Linked DNA regions of Sus scrofa: region 2 is linked to region 1. A link is a contact called in public Hi-C data. All regions are on one chromosome and are shown on one strand. The core of a region is the stretch at or near the end of the contact, and the rest is flanking DNA. Distances in the headings are between cores, read along the strand shown.

The links. Hi-C and Micro-C count contacts between places; a contact is called where the count stands out from the background.
Region 2: a Hi-C map of embryonic fibroblasts shows a contact between it and region 1, with 4 times the contacts expected there. The contact joins two enhancer-like sites. A contact is called at or near these places in 3 of 47 Hi-C or Micro-C datasets (embryonic fibroblasts, epiblast stem cells and subcutaneous adipose tissue).

The regions. Positions count from the first base shown.
Region 1 is chr18:17,725,124-17,731,093 of Sscrofa11.1, reverse strand. The region is part of intron 2 of MKLN1 (muskelin); the gene reads left to right. The region is part of intron 4 of LOC106506781 (a long non-coding RNA gene); the gene reads right to left. Among named protein-coding and RNA genes, the nearest start is that of MKLN1, 100 kb to the left of the region's middle. Within about 2 kb of position 1,838, at least 5 of the 83 cell types and tissues checked have an H3K27ac peak or open chromatin away from gene starts, as enhancers often do. A contact at or near this core is called in embryonic fibroblasts, where this site is marked.
Region 2 is chr18:18,026,205-18,032,088 of Sscrofa11.1, reverse strand. It overlaps LOC110257572 (a long non-coding RNA gene), which reads right to left. Exons shown (of 3, transcript XR_002340372.1): 2 at 1,256-5,884; 3 at 1-638. Among named protein-coding and RNA genes, the nearest start is that of MIR29B-1, 10 kb to the left of the region's middle. Within about 2 kb of position 2,273, at least 37 of the 83 cell types and tissues checked have an H3K27ac peak or open chromatin away from gene starts, as enhancers often do. A contact at or near this core is called in embryonic fibroblasts, where this site is marked.

The DNA.
Region 1 (5,970 bases), core at 589-3,088:
TTATAAAGTGAAAGGTGGACAAGGCACTCTTTGGTGGGCTTTGCAAGTGTCATAAGGAACTCCTCAGCAGCTTCCAATGGGGAATTTTTTTTTTTTTGTCTTTTGTCTTTTTAGGGCCGCACCCGCGGCATATGGAAGCTCCCAGGCTAGGGGTCTAATTGGAGCTACAGCTGCCAGCCACAGCCACAGCAATACAAGATCTGAGCTGCGTCTTCCAACTACAGCTCACGGCTGAATCCTTAACCCACTGAGTGGGGGCCAGGGGTCAGACCCGCAACCTCACGGTTACTAGTCGGGTTCGTTAACCACTGAACCATGACGGGAACTCCATGGGGGAATTTAATGTTGCACAGATCTCGAATCTACGTAGTTATCACTGGTTTTCAGCAAAGATTCCGGAATGAGAACTTTTACCACACCTGGCTTTTAAATGCTTGACTATATTTTTAGTTCTTACCTGAATTAATATTTGGGTTATAGCCATTCAAAGCTGATACCCAGTCTCTAATCACACATTCCAAACTCTTTCCGTTTCTTGGGTTACTTGTCCTCATTTCTTGCTGATTGATGTTCACGGCACAGACTGAGCCAGGATTTTTCATGTTTTGAATATTTCTTTATCTTTCAGAATCGCCCCTATTAACTAATGGTCCATCTCATTTCATCTCATACACATGCAACACCGGTGATTTTTCTTACCATTCATGACATTCACTTTGTTCATCTCTTTCATTTTCATCATAATCATAAGTTTCTTCTTAATTAATAGCACATTCAACATCCTCATTGCTTTTGCAAGTGTCAGACATACTGGACTTAATAATGTTGCAAATCACCCCAAATTAAATACAGTAAACCTGCTGGTTATAGAAAACTAGTTGGTCAAGACAAAAACAACTACATCCAACTGTTGTTGCTACCTGTTGGAGGCAGGCAAAGTTGAACATTTTTGCCTTTGGAGCAAATTTTTTTCATCTTAGTGAAGGTTCACAGGTGGCCAAGCTAGCAAAGAACCTCCGACGCTTTCACCATTGTGCCATTCTGGTGAAGTACATTTGTGACAGTAACCATCAAATTACACTTAAGTATGTAATTAACCCATATTTATCCTTAGATAGCTGAGTTGGTTTTCATTGTCTTAATGAGCTTGAGATCATGGGTTTGAGCTCTGTGTGGGTTACTTAGTACACAGGGAAAAACCATGTTACTCAAGCAGTCTATACGTACATCCAGCCTTCTCACAAATGCATGTTATGGTGTGTGGTGGGACATATCATTTCAGTGCGGTCCATATAGGACACTGCAGTTATGATCCTTCATAACAATAATTGACTTTGGAATCTTCAAACACAAAACCTCATTTATCCATTAGTAAGAGAGAAGATGCTTCAGTTGTATGTTTTCAAATTTTAAAAAAAAATCTATCTATAAGCACAGGTTGGATCACAGTGTTCTTCAGATGTAAAATACTAAAGAAAGAGGCTTATTTTTCTCAGTGAGATCCTTAGAAAAATAGAGAGTGGTATCTGATTTACCTCTACTCCCCAGGAACTTGATGACAATTAATTCCTATTGAGTTAGTATTCTGAGATTTGCCAAAGAGCAGGTCAATGTCACCAAAGAATGTTTCGTATTTGTCTAAGCAGAGAAAGCTACTGATTCACAAAGCAGTTCTTGGCCTTAAATGCAATTTTCTCCCTCTGTTTTTAGGATCTGCTCCTCCCTTCAATGCCAGAGCTGCAGGCTGCTCTCTAAATAACACTGCATCCCTGGCCTCCCAGCTCCTATTTGAACATTTCGGCAGGGCTCCTTTGAGGTCTGCCCCCCACTGCCTTCCATCTCCTAGGCTTGTCTGAGTCAGCTGTGAGTCACCTCACTCATTAGTGGAACTCAGAATGCTTCTCCGTCCTCTGGATTTTTGTCTCCCTTTCTGTAACTAGTTTTCTGGCAGCATAAGGTCTGTGGACAACCTTGAAGCTAGAAGGGGCTGGGTCACTATCAAATAAAAATGCTCAGTGGAGGAGCTCCCGTCGTGGCACAGTGGAAATGAATCTGACTAGGAACCATGAGGTTGTAGGTTCGATCCCTGGCCTCGCTCAGTGGATTAAGGATCTGGCGTTGCCGTAAGATGTGGTGTAGGTTGCAAACACAGCTCGGATCCAGCATTGCTGTGGCTCTGGCATAGGCTGGCGGCTACAGCTCTGATTCGACCCCTAGCCTGGGAAACTCCATATGCCATGGGTATAGCCCTAAAAGGACAAAAGATAAAAAAAAAAAAGCTCAGTGAAGAGGTTGGCAGACAGCAAACAGAACAAAAATGATGATGAAGATAACGACGATGATGGTGCACAGTTGCTGCAGGTGCACCTTAACTGGCCAAATTTGGTACCTTTGCCAGTATCAGCTTATAGGACAGCACAGGAGCCCTTAGTTCTTGGTCACTTCTTTCTCTTCCTCATCTCTTCTTTCCCTCCTCACCGTCACCTCCTCCACACACATGCCAGTATGGTACAAGGTGAAAGCTCAGGGACTCCACTCTCTGGAAAGGCAGGTAAAAGAGCAATGGCCTTACAGTGGTGGGCATTCTTTTCGCCAGCATTTTCAGACTTATTCTCATTTTTACTCTTTCAATTTTACATTTCCAATTCTTTCCTTTTTGGGAGAGGTGGACCAGAGAGGACAAAATAGAAGAATTTATGCCTGGCTGATGCTTCCTGGGCATATAAAGAAGCTTAGTGAAATGATACTAATAAGAAACTCTAAATTCACTGCAGACAATTTCAACACCAAAACACCATTATTAATTCATTAATCTTACTTAAAGCCCTTTGTGAAATGGTTAATACTTGACCCAACTGGATAGTGACTAGTTTTTGGTAAGTCAGATGATTAACTCTAGAAAAGAACGCCAGAGATCACCCTGTCCAGTCTTTCGTTCTGTCACCAGGCATTGACTGAGCACCTGCAATGAGCAGACCCTGAGCCAGGCCTCGAAAGGCAGGGCTTCTCAAGCTTCACAGTGCATGTGTGTCACCCAGGAAACTTGCTAAAAGGCAGATTCTGATTCAAGAGGACTGGAGTCAGGGCTCCAGGTTCCACATTTCCTTGAGCTCCCTGGAGACGTCCCTGCTACTGCTGCCCATTAACCACACTCTGAGGAGTAAGACTGCAGGGGCTCTGCACAAAGCCAGACAAGGCTTGACTCTGTCCCTGAGAGTCAACTGGGGGGCTCACAGGCTCTGGGATCCTGCACCATGCATCCCTTCTCCTCAGCTGCTGATAATTATCTGTGAGGCCCAGACAATGTTGGATCTATTCTTCTCAATGCTCTCGGATTTCTCATGTGGCTTTCTCATGTCATCACTTCCAGTGGAGAATATTAAAATTGCCAAATTGGGACTAGGGCAAGGAAAACACCCACTTATCTAACCTTGTCTCTGAGGTCTAGTCTAGGCCATCTTACCAGAGATCTCTGAACTCACATTTTAGGCAGAGTCTGGTTAACAATAAAGTATTTCTTTGATGGCTACAGAGAACTCCTTTTATGATTAGTTTATATCCTTTGCCAATTTTTACATTAGGGTCTTTGTCTTTTAATTATTGAGTTGTAACAGTTCTTTATTAAAATATTAAGAAGGATCTCTTTGCCCCTAATAAAGGTTTTTTTTGCCTTTTAATTTTTCTATTCATTCTGGAGTTAGGAATTTTTGACTCTATGTTAACATTAATTTTCTTGCTAAATCTAAGCAAGCCACTTTACCTATTGTGACATGGTTCTTTTACCAGTAAATGGAAGCAGTAAAGACTACATACTGAATATATGCTGAGTATAAAACTGTTGAGTATTAAAAAGGAAGTACACATGGAAAAAAAAAAAAACAAAACAGGGAGTTCCCATTGTGCTGCAGTGGAAACGAATCTGACTGGTAGCCATGAGGTTGCAGGTTCGATCCCTGGCTCACTCAGTGGATTAAGGATCCAGCGTTTCCGTGCGCTGTGGGTATAGGTCGCAGACAATGGCTTGGATCCTGTGTTGCTGTGACTGTGGCTGTGGCTGTGGCTGGCAGTTATTGCTCCAATTTGACCCCTGGCCTGGGAACCTCCATATGCCTCGGCTGAGGCCCTAAAAAGCAAAATAAATAAATAAACAAAATTTTAAAAAGGAAGTACACATGTGATGTGCTGTACAGTAATAGGACAGGGGTACTTTGATTTCAGAGCTTAATTTGATAGCATTATTGAACCCAGTGTGGGACATAGCTGAATAGTGTTAATAAGTACCAGTGTTTTGTTTGTTTCATTTTGTTTTGCTTTTACTTTGGTTTTAGTTATTAAGCAGTTATAAAAACTCTGAGTGCTGTTCTAGGTTCTTGGTAGTATGAGCCAAAAAGCAGATGAAGAACTTTGTATGCGTAAAAGTGCTTATTGTGATTTCTGTTTACCCTTTGCTTCCTCAATTGCAACTTTCTAAATTGTCAACAGACAAGATCTTCTACTATTCCTAATACATTCAATTAAGAAACTATGTCAGTCCTGAGGCAAATGACCCAGTTGTTCCTTGGTCTACATTAGCTGTCTCATCTCTACTAGAACCTTTTATTTGTTAAAATTATTTATTTATATAGCAGAAGTTATTAGTGATAGTATTCCAATTTAGACTGATAGGTTTTTGACTAACTTAGGGAAATAGAAACTTTGTACTTTCTCCCTCATCTATGATGTTTAATGCCTTTAAGTTCTCTCCATTATTGCCTATAAGAAAGAAAGAAGGAAGGTAGGAAGGAAGAATATAATAAACCATTAATAGTAAAGTATACATGTCTGAAGACAATGTGTTTTACCTCTAATTGGTGTTTGTTTTTCGATACAGTCAAAGGAAAGAAACTCTAATGGCAAAATCAGAGAATACTTCCTCATTCCCACTGCTTCCACCTATACTCTTCTGAAATAAAATCTGCCTTATGAGTCTCTACACTGAGCATAGATAAAACAAAAAGAGTCAATATTATTGAATCCCATCCATTTGCCAAGCACTGTGCTAAGTGCTTTCACATACATTTTTTCATCTAATGGATCATTTACTTTCTTACTTCAGGGGAGAAGATGAAATTGTGCCTTTACTTTGCTACTCTTCTTCCTAGAGTACTTACTCCTCCCTGTCTGTGTCACTTTCCATTTGAAGTAAGGGAATACAGTTTGAGGCAAAATCCATTCTTTTTTTCATTTCAGCCAGGTCCATGGCAAAAAGTTGGTTGGTTTCTCATTCTGGAAGATGAGGCATATGTTAATTTAGGAAAAGGGAAATGGAACAGAGCTGAGGATTAAATGCTCTTTTATGGATAAGGATGGGCACCTGCCTCTGGTGAGTGGTCTTTTTCTGTTTTTTTTTTTTTTTTTTTCCCAGATAATCCAATGAAATCTCAAAAAAAAAAAAAAAAAAAAAAAGCAGCTGTATACATCCAACTCTGCCTTTGATTTATTTCTTTATGTATGAACGCAGGTTCCTTACCACTTCCCTCACACACATATGACCCACCAAAAAAAAAAAAAAAAAAAAAAAGGAAAACCTCTCTTGGAGGAATACAACAGATCTAATCTATTCCTGAGATTAACTGCCATTTTCTCCTCTTACTCTGATTCCAAATTTTGAACTCCACTAAGGAAAACACAGCCTGGGTGACATTGCATAACCAGTGAGAAAGGAATCTTCCTTGGGCAATGAGAGAAGGGCTGAGTCACTAGCTCAGCTCTTAGGAATGGTTCTCTAGCTGCTGACTGAGGCCACATGGGTTCAGCCATGAGGCCGGCAGAGACCTCCCCAGAGACTAACAAAAAGGAGGCAACCAGGACTAGCCACTGGCCCAGTTTTAGAAACACCCCCAAGGACAGTGGCCAGCAGTCCAAGTCCCAATGTCCTGGCAGTGCAGCAAATGCCTGGTGCAATCTGGTGGATGAATGATGCCCAACAAC
Region 2 (5,884 bases), core at 1,024-3,523, 300 kb before region 1:
AGATTTTCCTTACGCAGCTTGGACAAGCTATTCGATCCTTTTTTGAGCTTTTGTTTCTTTATTGGTAAAGTGGAAATAATAGTGTTGATTCTCAGAGTCGTGAACCTGTAAGTATCTCAAATAAGGCACAGGTACCTAGCTCTTCAAGAAATGGTACCCCCCACTCCCCATCCCCTGTTCCTGGGAACGGGGAACACTGAAGAATCATTGGATAACATTTCCATAGATGTGACAGTCAGCATGTGGAAATTGGTAGGAAAGACAAGTATTGGGCATCAGTGCGTAGAAGCTGTGGATCTGGGGGCTTCTCTGGAGGAAAGGATAGCAAATCAGCCAGGGTGTCCGAGTCCAGGAAAAGACAGAGAGGATCAGAAGCTGGGATGAGGTACTCCAGCCACGTGCACCTGTTCACAAGTCACAGGTTCACCGAGATTATGAGGTACCAGGAGGTGAATGAGGCTCAGAGGCCACGAGAGCAAACAAGGCAGGTGAGTCCAGTGTAAGCAAACCGATGACGACAGGATGTGACAAGGGCTCCGAAGGAAAACAGCGTGTATGGAACCAACTTGGGCCACGTCCGGGGGACAGTCCATCTCTCGTGGAGGGGTTAACCAACAGCCACGCGGTTAGAGCCAGCACTGTGGATAAAGACAGACCTGTTACAGTCCGTGGGCAGGCGTTCACTGACGGCCTGGCAGGCACCCAGCCCTGGGCTGGACACCCCAGAACACCCCCTAGGGAGACGATGTGGATGCCCTTGTGACCTGGCCGTCCAACTGTGGAATGAAGCGGAGGGGTGGGGAGGTGTCACAGTGCGCACGCAGGGGAGGGGACCGCGGTCATTTAGGGCGTGGGGCTGGTGGGGGGAGTGGAGTGGGCTTCGAACAGGAAAGGGGCCTGAGAGAGATCCCCTGACAAGGTGGGGAGGGGCCTTCGCGTCCGCTTTGAATACAAAAACCTTGAGTACACAGCTTTCAGTTCCGTTTCTATACCCTAAGCGTGTAATTTTCTGCTAAAAGAATTTTACTCACGCCTTAAAATTTGAGACACTAGCTAGATGACAATTTTTAAAGTACGTACAAATGCAAGACAGCCAGAATTTTCAAGAATGCGAGGAAGTTAAACCAAGGCCCAGGCCTTTCTAGGGGAACATTCTGTGCAGCTCGGGGAGGGCTCGGGGCCCAGGAGCGCCATCCCCGGGAAAGGCCGGGGCGGGGGACACGCCAAGCACTTCTCCTTCCCCGCGCTGGTTCACCTGAAAGACGAAGGCAACACCGGTGATGAGGTGCACGAAACATGGTGATTTTTTTCTTCAAGTCATGCTAGAAGCTGGTCACGGGCTGGTCTTCCCGGCGGCACCGTCTCCCTGGACTGGGAGGCAGCTGGCATTTACTGTTACTGGGACTGAGGGACTCGCTTCTCGCTGGTAACAACAAAGCCATAGATGCAGCCCCAGCGCCTCCCGGAAGGCCCCTGCAGCCCTTGAGCTCTGACTGGCTCTTCCTCCTCAGGTAAGTGACCGTCTCTCGGCTCAGGAGGTTGTCCTTATACAGATACATCGTCCTCCCAGGGCTCCTGGAAGCGGCGGGCAGAGGGCCAGGAGGAGAGAGCTTCCTCCGCGGCTCTCATGGGTGCAGAGGTGGTGGGGCCAGAGGACACGGAGGCGCGTGGGCCCAGCGGGAACTCCTGGGGCCTGAGTCCTCTCCTCCAGGCTCCTGGAGGCTCCCTGCCGCCGCCAGGCAGGAAGGGTGAGTCACTGCTCCCGGCTCCACCCCTTTTGCTTCGCTCCCAAGAGGCACTTCCAAGCTTCTGGAGCATCTTCTAAAACAGCACATTGACTCAGTGCCCCAAGGAGCACAGCGTGTTCTCAGAACATTGCTCAATTCTGTCTCCTGCGGGAAGGAGTCGGCGTTTGTTTTATTAAGAACTAGCGTGAAATAGTTAGTTCTCATCTACAAAAGGAGAAAAGAAAAGTGGGGGGGAGTAGGTCGAGTCTCCCATTTTGGCGCACAGATAGAGACAGTGTTTTTCTTATTTCTGGGAGCCCAGGAGCTAATAAATTGGCCGCACTGACAAAGGAAGTTTGGGGAAAGCTGCCTATGACGAATAAATGACTGATTTGTTTCATTTTGTAAAAATGAGGCTCTCCTTTCTGACCCAAGTCATTTTCTAAGCATTCCTCAAAGGGCAGCGGCCTCTCCCGCTGGGAGGCCAAGGGCGCCCTGGAGCCTCTTCCCGGGCTTGGACAGGAGCCGTGCGGTCAGAGGCGGGCGGCCTGGCTCCCGCTGGCCCTCCTCCAGTTCCGTGACCTCTGGCCACCACCACCCAGGTTCGGTCTCTCCATCTCTGACACAAGCAGCTGTGTGTGACAGTTTCCCTTTTGCTCTAAAACAAGACGATTCTGAGATGCGACACCTCGGCTGAGGCTGGCTCTGCTTTGGCCCACATCTCGGGGGCCTGAGTCGTACACACGCCCGTGTGTGCAAAGCCGGCCCTGCCAAGAGAGAAACATTCCGGATCATTCAAAGCCATGAAGAATGTTGGCTCTGACTTCAGAAGGGCAGGATAAACAAATCCGTGCCCAGGCGGGCACTCGCTGACTGGCTGCCTCTGCCTTTTTAACTCATCAGGGCCTGAGAGCTTCCCTAAGGCCTTCTGACGCCAGGATGCGTCAACGCTGTCATGTCGGTCCCTTCCCCGGCTTTTTCACAGGCGCAGGCCGTCCTCAGGTGGGGGCAGAATGCTCACCAGTCTTTCACCGGGATTGACTTTTTTGTAACCTCTCCCCCAAATCAGGTCAGTTCTCCCTTCCCACATAGGTCAAAAAATAAAGAATAAAGCTACCCTCCTTTAAAAAAAAAAAAAAAAAAAAATCCTCTTTCCCCAAACCACACGCCCAAATGCAGTGAATCTAGAGATTCTTTGGACTGGAGTGGATTCTAAAGTCAATTGAACTTCCAATGCATTTCGATTTGGCCTCCTATTGATCTGAAACCACAAAGGTTGTAGGAGACAGGATATGGTTCTGGTCTCTGGTAGAATCCGCTTGAATTCTTCCCCGGAGAGAAAGTGGGAACCCTTCGACTGTCCAACCAGATTTCTGTGTGGCTCATGGAAAGTAAACAAACAACATAACAGAGAAAAACCCAACTTCCAAGTCACAGGCTCACAGCATCTTTGGGAACTAAGTAGTTGAGGTCCAGGGACTTGCTGAAAACCACCCCAGGACAGTGAGAGCACGCAGACACGCGGCGCTCAAGGCCATTTGCCCGAGAAGATGACTGGGTTTGGGCCCCCAGGGACACTTCTGCTGCAGAGAATTAACTGGGCGTGTAAAGGAACAAAGAATTCGGCTTTTTTTTTTCTTTTTTAATTAAAAAATTTCGTACTCAAAAAGCAAGAGACGTGATGCTATTTTCTCCCATTCTGAAATCTCACAGGGGCGAGGGCATGGGCAACCACATCTGTAGCATCTGCATTCGGGCAGCTGTCTGAGTAACTGTCACCAGACTTTTTAAGGTTTTACAGAAACTGAGTTGGGAGTATTTCCCAAGAGCCACTGCTCAGCAGTGAAAACGTGGAGAGCTTACTGTTCTGTCTTTTGGAAAATCTAATCAGCTAAAATGATGACTTGGTGGTCTGACTTGCTGTCTTTTGCTACTTGATAAAGGCCTTTTTTGCCAGGCAAGGAGAGAGAGTATGGTTAGCTTGTTTTTTCAGACTGAGGTCATCTCTATTCATTGGTGTAGTAAACAAGCCAGACTTAGGGGAAAAAAAACCACCCAAAAAACCCTCCTTTCAAAAGCAACACTATATTTCTATCTTCTCTGTGATGAATTAAAAGCAGGATCATTTTCAAAAAACAACATCCATCAGAGTATTTAGGAATGATAAAGAAAACGTGTTAAAAAAAAAAAGACCTAAACTTCATTTATTAATTTCCAAGAATAACTCTCCAGATCATTTTAATCCTTAAGCTCATTCCTTAAGCGCTTGTAATTTACAAGGTCAAAAAGAATCTTAAGACATTATCTTAAACTCCTTTGCATTCCATTCTTAAGGGTATCCGTAAATGGATAATTTTGGTGTGTTCAAATAAAACAACCACGGCCCGTACGTTTAATTGTGAGAAAAATGCTTTGGACTCTGCCAAAGACCCAGCTAGAAACTATCATTGGGACAGTTTGCTTCTGGGTCTCCAGCTGCCTTTACTTCACTTTCTTATCAGCTCAGTGATGCCTCTAGATGCACAAGGAATCTATTTCTCCTGGGCTCTGGGCTCTGCCAGGGCGGAGAGCTCGCCCATTTGCCTGAGCCAGCCTCACCAGGGCACCATTCCCAGGGCAGTGACTCAGCTCTGGAGGCCACCTGCTGCGGGGGTGCTGCCCCCTTCCGGGTCATTGCCAGTCACGAGGGTGGAGGGACAGGACAGAGCTGAATGGACCCAAAGCCTCAACAGCTCAGAGCCAGGTCAAGGGCAATGCCGGAAGGAGAGCCGCTGTTTACGGCAGGTCCAGCCCCGCAAGGTGAAGCGCTGTGCAGTCGAGGGGCTTCACACCTGGGTCCTAAGCATCGTGGTGACCACCTGGACCATGGGCTGTGATGCAAACTGAGGGCAGGGCCACAGGGCAGCTCCCACATTCCACACCACTTCCATCAGGTCACTGTGGTTGTCAAAAGTAATCCACAGCGCCCGCTGCCGACAAGATACCCCGCTGCATTTGAGGTCTTTCCACCACCTAAATCCATCCTAAGTCCATCCTTCTGCCAGGGCATTCTCTCTCCTTCCTTTAGACAAACCCTCTGCTCCAACTAAAACAAGCTGCCCCCACTGCCTGGCTCTGCAGGGCTCCCTCCCTCTGGTCTGTTTTCCTGTTTCGAGAGACCAGCTGGGTTGGCAGCAATCACAGGCACAGAGCTACTCCACCTGGGGTTCTCCGCCCATTTTAAATGTACGAAGCCTCCCAGGCCCAGCCCAATATTCCCTGCTTGCTCTGCAGAGTCTCCCTGGACCACTCTGGCTTGTCACCCTCTTCTGCACTCACAGCATTCATGTCTTAACCCTATAAAGCCAACCCATGTTACTCAGCCCCTCTAACGTGTTAAGTCCTTTCGGTCAATGACAAACGCTTAAGGGACATGTGCTCCATGTCGCAGAGCGTCAGGTGCTGGAGGGAAAAGACACGGTCCCTGCGGCGGTGCACGTCCCTCACAGGACAGAAGCGCACGAGCACCGCCCTCCACTCCATGGCAGAAGCTGCCTGCAGGGTCAGCAGGCTGTACTCAGGGTCTCTAGGCTGCTCTGAAAGGAAGAGGAGCCTCTCAAAGGAGGGACAAAGTTGGACAAGGAAGGGAGGGGGGGAGGAGAGAGTCTTTCAGGGAATGTGGGCGCTACAGAGACAAACGGCACATTCTCTTCAGTATTTCTGTAGCTTTGGAGTCAGGGGGGTGGGTTCTGCGCGACTGGCAGGGTACCTGTGCTGTGTGACGTGGGTCAACAGGCGGCCAGGCTGGCTTCTGTCCTTTTGGAGTGGAGAACCTACACGATTCATTCTTGAGCCGTGTGTCTGGCCATTAACCACACACTGCCTTGCGACACGGTCATTTCTGCTGCTGGTTCCCTAGCGTGGCCTGCACTGTCCCGTCTCCTCCCCGGCTGGGCTGTCAGCTCTGTGCAGGCACAGAGCTCTCTAATGGGCACTGCGGCCAGCACTGCGCCTCAAACCCACAGATGGTCGGAAGCTCACGTCTTTTCTCCTTCCTTGCTCTTTTCAAAAAACTAAAGTATAGTTGGTTTAGCATACGTCTTAATGGACACTTCAGGATGCGCTTTTGCCATACTGTCTGTCAGTAAGTAGTTAAGCAAATCAGCAAATAATTCCTG